Linked DNA regions of Mus musculus: region 2 is linked to region 1. A link is a contact called in public Hi-C data. All regions are on one chromosome and are shown on one strand. Each heading gives the region's core, a stretch centred on a gene start, on an enhancer-like site or on the middle of the called end of the contact. The rest is flanking DNA. Distances are from core to core; before and after follow the strand shown.

Region 1 (3,312 bases), core at 770-3,269:
ATTACATTTGGCTTGTTCGGCTTTTCTTTTAAAGCTGGACCATAGGGCTCACTGTGAGCTGCTAAAAGCCACTCTAAACCAAAGCACAGGTATAAACAGCAAGCTGATTTGGGTGGAACAGCATTGAAAGGCATTGTTCAGAGTCACAGGAAACCAGGAAGATGCAGATGGGGGAGGGTCATCTTACCATTATCTCCTGACGTCTTGTCTTTTCCGTTGGTCGCTCCGGCACTTTGTCTCTATAAACATTTTAAGAAACAAAAAAGAAATGATCAGATGTATTTAGGACTGTTTCGTTTGTTTTGTTGTTTTGTTTTATCCTTTTCTGCTAATTTAAATATCTCTTGTGTCACATTAAGTTTGGGGTCACCATAGCTTAGAGAGTTAGATCACAGTGCTGGTGAGATCATGAAACTAACTCCCACCATGGACCCGCTGGAGTCAACTGCCACCTTCCTTATCAGTGCCCACTACTGGCTGAATACAACTCAGGAGTTGCATGGAAAGCCAGACAGCGAGGGTTGTTGATTGAGCATAAACTCATCTAAATAGGAGACACGTAGCCAAGGCTGTATGCCAACCACAGGGCTGCTGAGGCTGGCCTCACACCACTCTGTTCTTCTGACAGGCACAAGGGATTCCTATGTTCATCATTCTTCCCACTGCTGAGCCACTTTATCTATCACTGTCTGTGCCTGTCCTGGGTATTTCCATTTGTCCAGTTTGGCAAGAAATACGAAATGCATTATGAGTTATTTTTAAATATACTCTTAACTGTTTGACAGCTTTGTGCAGGTTTATAGTAAATTTTAGTCATCCCTCATTAAACTCAGTATGAAGACATAACTTTTAAGGTTAGATTTGCATCACTCTTGGTGATTCCATGAGGAATTTTGGAGATGTGTGTGAAAGGTAACACGTGTGTAAGCAGGAAGCATGTCTCTTCGGGGTTTATTATGGCATTTATTCTGATCGAGGGAGGAAGATGTATCTTATCAACCCAAGTGTCTGGCATTTGTCAGAATTATCAGTTATCAGAGTTAACAATTATCAAAAGCATTGATTTGAAAGCACAGGAAGAGACTGCAATGACTCTAATTTCCAGGAGAAGGAAGTGGGGCCCTGTCAACTTGACACAGGTTGGAGTTAGCACAGAGAACTCAGAGAACAGAGAACAGGAGCTTCAGTTGCTCTCATGGAGGGAAGGGCCTCCATGAGATTCAGCTGTGGGCCATTTTTTGCATTGGTGATCAAGGAGGGGAGGGCTCATTGTGGGTGGTGCCACCCCTGGACTGGTAGTCTTGGGTTCTATAAGAGAGTAAGCTGAGCAAGCCAGGGGAAGCAAGCCAGTAAGGAACATCCCTCCAAGGCCTCTCCATCAGCTCCTACTTACTGACCTGCTTGAGTTCCAGTCCTGACTTCCTTTAGTGATGAACAACAATGTGAAAGTGTAAGCTGAATAAACCCTTCCCTCCCCAACTTGCTTCTTAGTCATGTTGTTTGTGCAGGAATAGAAACCCTGACTAAGACAAGCCCATAGGAACCATGATCTAGCCAATTGAGTGGCAGAAACCTGGGCTCCTTTCCCAGAAAATGGTGTCCTGTGGAAGCTATCACCGTGACATAACCACAGTAAAGGGGTCTTGTGAAGACAGCCACCAGAAAGGACAAACCACAATAAGTGACCCCTAAGAAATAACGGCAGCCTCAAAGTTTATATCTGGGTCCAAGACTTCAGCCAAGAAACCATCTCCTAGGAGAAGGAATCAGTACCCCTCAATGCTCAATGTTGTCATGAGAAATTCTTGGGTCACTAGTCAATGGTGACTCGTGGGACACAGATCCAGGTTCTGGTCAGTGTAAACAAACAAAGTCAATGATGCATATAAATGTCTGTTTAGTTAAATGTCCTCTGAATGCTTACTACCCCGAGCGAATGATAACCCCACATCCCTGTGAAACAGAGAACAGACATCCATCTGGTCAGAAATGCTATGCTCCACCCAGTGAGGCAAGCACCTCCCTGAATGGAACAGAGAGGAGAGGCGAGTTGAGAGGAGAGATCACAGAACGGCTGGCCCCTTCTTCATATTTAATTTGGAACCTTCGAGTTTCCACAATGAAAGACTTGCCAGCATTCAATCTCCAGCCAGACATCAATTATCTCTGCCATGGCATCCATCCCCTACCTGGCGAAAGCTGTAACATAACCAGCTTAATTTAAACCGAATAGCTCATCCCTTGCCTAGAGCAGATGTATGGGCACCAACAGCCATTTCTTTTCATCTGTCCTTAATCTGATGCCACCTCGGGTCCTCTGTCATACAAAGCTAGTAAATGTGTGGCTTCTGATGGAAATGAGCCTTCCCAAATCAGGGATGCAGCAGCCACCCTGGGTATGAACAAGCCCACTATCTAAGCCTTTCCTTGAATAATTCATAGATGGGTGAAGATTAAAGGGAAATTGTGCAGCATGAAAGGTGAGATTTTCCAGGGCAGAATAAAGACAAATTAAATGAAATACAAGTGCAAAGTGGGTGCAGGCTCTGCCTTGTCATCTTAAAACACTTCAAACACCAATACCTTTCAGATACCACAAATGCCACCTGGCTCCATAAACTATCACTTTTTAGAAATCCGAGGAAGACCAAATGAGATGCTCAGAGAGAAGAGAAAGGAGTCATTCTCTGAGGATTTGTAAGACGGGGGTTTTTGTGTCAGCTCTTGTATGATGGAAGCAAAATGGAGCTGATAGTTGTCAGAGGAGATGCTGTCTCAGATTAGAAAATGATCCTGACAGAAAAAGAGCACATCATTTCAGCATCTTGTTTCAAGGACCCAGTAAAGGAAGATTGGGTGCATGGAGAGTGCCCAGAAGTTTCTATGTCCCCAGAGTCTGGTCCTCACACATGTTCATTTAACTGTCCTACTGTATGGAATGACAGGTGTTCCTGAATTAAGGAGCAAAGGGTCTAGGCAAGGTCCTGGGGCTGTCAGACACCACCAACCAACTTTGTGATTTCTGACAGTGTCTTTAATGAGGTATGTGCTCTTTCCAACCTTACTTTACCCATTGTATCCTAAGACATAGAGCAGAACTTTGCACAAGGCCATAAAGCCGAGAAGTGCTGAGCCAGGATTATAACCCAAAAACCAGGTGGTTAGGTCCCACTCTCAGCCACTGTGTAGGAGTATCTCTTCACACTGTGTACCTCATCTCTCCTGAGCCATCACTACAGCTAGGGAGACCAAAGAAGGGAATTCATGTCTTAAGGCTAATGTGGCCTCATTATCACCCACAGGTTAAAGGTA
Region 2 (3,417 bases), core at 251-2,750, 75 kb before region 1:
ATTTCTACTCTGCCTTCTTTTCAATGAATTACTCCTGTTTTTTTTTTTTTTTAATGTATATAAACAACTTCTGCTTCCCAATTTCCAGAATTCAGTTCTGTGTTCATCCCAGATAACCCCCATTCCCTCAGTCTTTGGCTTTATCTTATGCTTGTGGCATCCCTCCCTATTCTGCTCCCATCGTCCTTCCCATCATGTTCCTCCCCTATCCATTTGTGGGGCTCCAATTTACCCTTCTAATCTCACAGCAGCCCCAAAATTCACTCTTCCCAAATCCCCCTGATGTCTCGCTCAGGACCTCACACGGCTCAGGGACTCTCTATGACATAGCTTTATACGTGGTCTTTCTCACAACATACCCACAGGACATACCTACAGCAGCGATCTCACCAACTCCATGCTGAGTGTACTGAGGCAGAAGGGAAGACACACCAGCCTTCCTGTGTTCATGCTTCCTGAGAAGCAGCCAAGCCTCTATGGTGCCCATGGATTCTGAAACACCCTCAGCTCAGCAACCCAGACATTCTCCTCACATCTTAGACCTCCAGATGCATATACCCCAGGGGATAGTCACTAGACCAGAGGTGTTATAAAGTCACTACTGCAGCCTAAAACATGCTAAGACCTGTCATGGTTTGAATATGCTTGGCCCAGGGAGTGGCACTATTTGAAGGCGTAGCCTTGGTGAAATAAGTGTGTCACTCTGGGCATGATCTTTAAGACCCTCGTCCTAGCTGCTTGGAAGTCAACCTTCCAATAGCAGCCTTCAGATGAAGATGTAGAACTCTCAGTTCCTCCTGTACCATTCTTGCCTGGATGCTGCCATGCTCCCACCTTGATGATCATGGACTGAACCTCTGAACCTGTAAGCCAGCCCCAATTAAATGTTGTCCTTTATTGGTCTTGCCTTGGTCATAGCGTCTGTTCACAGCAGTAAAACCCTAACTAAGACAAGACCTTTCTATAAGTTTGAACCCCTTAGATAAATGTGAGTCAGCAGCCAGCAGAAGTAATTCAGTCAATGGAAATTATCCTGATGCAGAGCAGACAGACTGCATACTGTTAAGAGGGTAGCTGCTCTCTCGGGGACTCAGTTTTGTTGGCTGTTCCTTACACATGCTTTCTGCTCTGGTTAGCTTTAATTGTCGACTTGACTCAGCCCAGTCATCTGAGAGAAAAGCCCCGTTGATGAATTACCTAGATCAGACTGACTTATGTGCATGTCTGTGGGGATTGTCTTATTATCTGATACAGGAGGGCCCAGCCTACTGTGAACATCAGCAAAGCCATTGCCTAGGCCACATAAGAAAGCTGGCTAAGTTGGTGAGCAAGCTAGCACACAGAATTTCTCTGTGGTTTCTGTTCCTGCTTAAGCTCCTGTGATGATGGGCTCTGATCTGGCAGTGGAAGCCAAATACACCCTCCCCTCTAGGTTGCTTCTGTCCAGAGTGCTTTATCACACTAGAAAGGGAGCTAGACCATCTTTCTAAGGGGCTTGCACATCTTACTGTGCTCACATAAGGGGAAACTGAGACCTTGAGAAGTGAAATCTTAGCGGTAGAGTTAGCTCCTCCTTGGGTTTTCCTGGCCCACATCCACAAACAGCCTAGTCATCACAACAACACTAGCGAGAGCTCTGTGAATCCCGGGCAAGGCTCAAGTGCCCTTAGTATATCCTCTTATTCCAGACAACATCCTGGGAAGTGGATGTTATTATTATCCTTCCTTAACAGGTAGTGAAAAGACAGATCAAAGTACAGAGTCAACATCTGTCACTTAGTTAGTAGCTTGACCTCAACAAGATGCCTGGGGCTACTCGAATAAACAGCTATGGATTAAATTTTTAATGAAGCCTAAAAAAAAAAGTTCTTGCTTCTAACAAAGGGGTGGGAAAATGGAAAGTCCCACAATAAGCTCCCTCTCAACTCTACTCCTGCAGATAAAGATCCAGTCCAGTAATCTTCCCTTCTCCTGGACCCAGGAGCCATTTGTAAGCTCACCTAGGTCCTGCTAGCCTGTGAAAATTACTGGATAAGCCACTAGCTATATTCTCCTATAGGGACTGTGAGACACTACACTCAGTGGTCACCAAAAGGCATATTCCACAGCCTCTTGTCCCCTCTGTCATGAACATACTCATGTGTGTGTGTGTGTGTGTGTGTGTGTGTGTGTGTGTGTGTGTGTGTGTGTGTGTTGCCTGTGTATATGTGTGTGCATACCTGTGCATGTGCACGAGTGTGATCTGCAGAACTCAGCATACTGTTTTTGGCCACTGTCACAGTCTGATAGGATGCAAGGAAATAGTAGGTGATCAAGATCCCAAGGAGAACCAGATGATCTAGGCCAAGGGAGAAGCAAGGGCTCTGACATGAAGAAAATACACAAACACAGAGCCTAGAGGTTTCCAAACATTCTTCACTGACAACTTTTCCACTCAGAAACAACAGATCTAACACAGCTGAGGGAAGCTGGGATTTCACAATGACCCAAAGGACAAGGACTCTGCCATCATGGGCCTTCATTCAAGTAAGTAGTAAATAAGAGAACAAACACATGCCTTGAATTAAAGTCATACTGCAACTTTGTGGCTCTCTTTTGATCAAACTCAAACTGTAATTAAAGATGAAAGAATGGGAAACCTACCATTTGGGCCGAAATTCCTTGGAAATTTAAAGCATTGTTATTTGGCATAAGGAATCTTGATTTTTATTTCTCTAAGAGTTTTCTATGTAATTGGGAAGATACCTGTGTAGTGGTTAGGGTATGAAAGTGGCCTTCCCCAGAAGAGTACTAGAATCTTAACACACACACCCCAACCCTACCCCCATACTATACCCCTACCCCCATGCAACAAACATCATAAGAGTCAAGGCCTAAAGGGCTGGAGAGCACCCCTGATGGAGAATAAACACCTTAAGGAGGATAAACATCTTTGTCTCTTATGCATTCCCTCTGGCTAAGGGATGGCTTCCCCTTTGTCACAGTGTACATGGGCATTGCTAGATCCAGACTTTCTGTCTTGGACTTCGTGGCCTCCAGAAACAATAAGCGTCCACTGTTCACATAGACAGGGCTGTGTTACATAACAGCACATGGTACTGTTATTCTGTTCTAACAGTGCCATGTGGACTAACAGAAGCATGTGTACACACACACACACACACACGCACACGCACACACACACCACCTGAAGTGTATACGATATGTAATTCAAGGATTTACACTCAGGTCCTGTCTTTAGTATGCAGATACTAACTCAGTAACTACACAAAGGGGCACATCAAGCCAAGAATTGCAAAACATTATCTTGATGCCCATCAGATGCCCATTTCTGTGGCTAAATGCTTGATAAACTCCAAGGGTGGAAAGGCTGACTGAAGACTTTTGAGCTTTCGGTACACTGGGTACACAACAGAG

Evidence for each region. A called contact is a pair of places that touch in the nucleus more often than the background predicts.
Region 2: a contact with region 1 is called in a Hi-C map of the N1E-115 cell line, with 1.8 times the contacts expected there. The contact joins two enhancer-like sites. A contact is called at or near these places in 5 of 484 Hi-C or Micro-C datasets (B cells, the C10 cell line, the N1E-115 cell line and 2 more) and 3 of 9 other capture datasets (adipose tissue, liver and pancreatic islet).

The regions. Positions count from the first base shown.
Region 1 is chr16:96,490,743-96,494,054 of GRCm38.p6, reverse strand. It overlaps Pcp4 (Purkinje cell protein 4), which reads right to left. Exons shown (of 3, transcript NM_008791.3): 2 at 188-239. Among named protein-coding and RNA genes, the nearest start is that of Pcp4, 25 kb to the right of the region's middle. Within about 2 kb of position 2,019, at least 2 of the 459 cell types and tissues checked have an H3K27ac peak or open chromatin away from gene starts, as enhancers often do. A contact at or near this core is called in the N1E-115 cell line, where this site is marked.
Region 2 is chr16:96,565,349-96,568,765 of GRCm38.p6, reverse strand. No RefSeq gene overlaps it. Among named protein-coding and RNA genes, the nearest start is that of Pcp4, 99 kb to the right of the region's middle. Within about 2 kb of position 1,500, at least 1 of the 459 cell types and tissues checked has an H3K27ac peak or open chromatin away from gene starts, as enhancers often do. A contact at or near this core is called in the N1E-115 cell line, where this site is marked.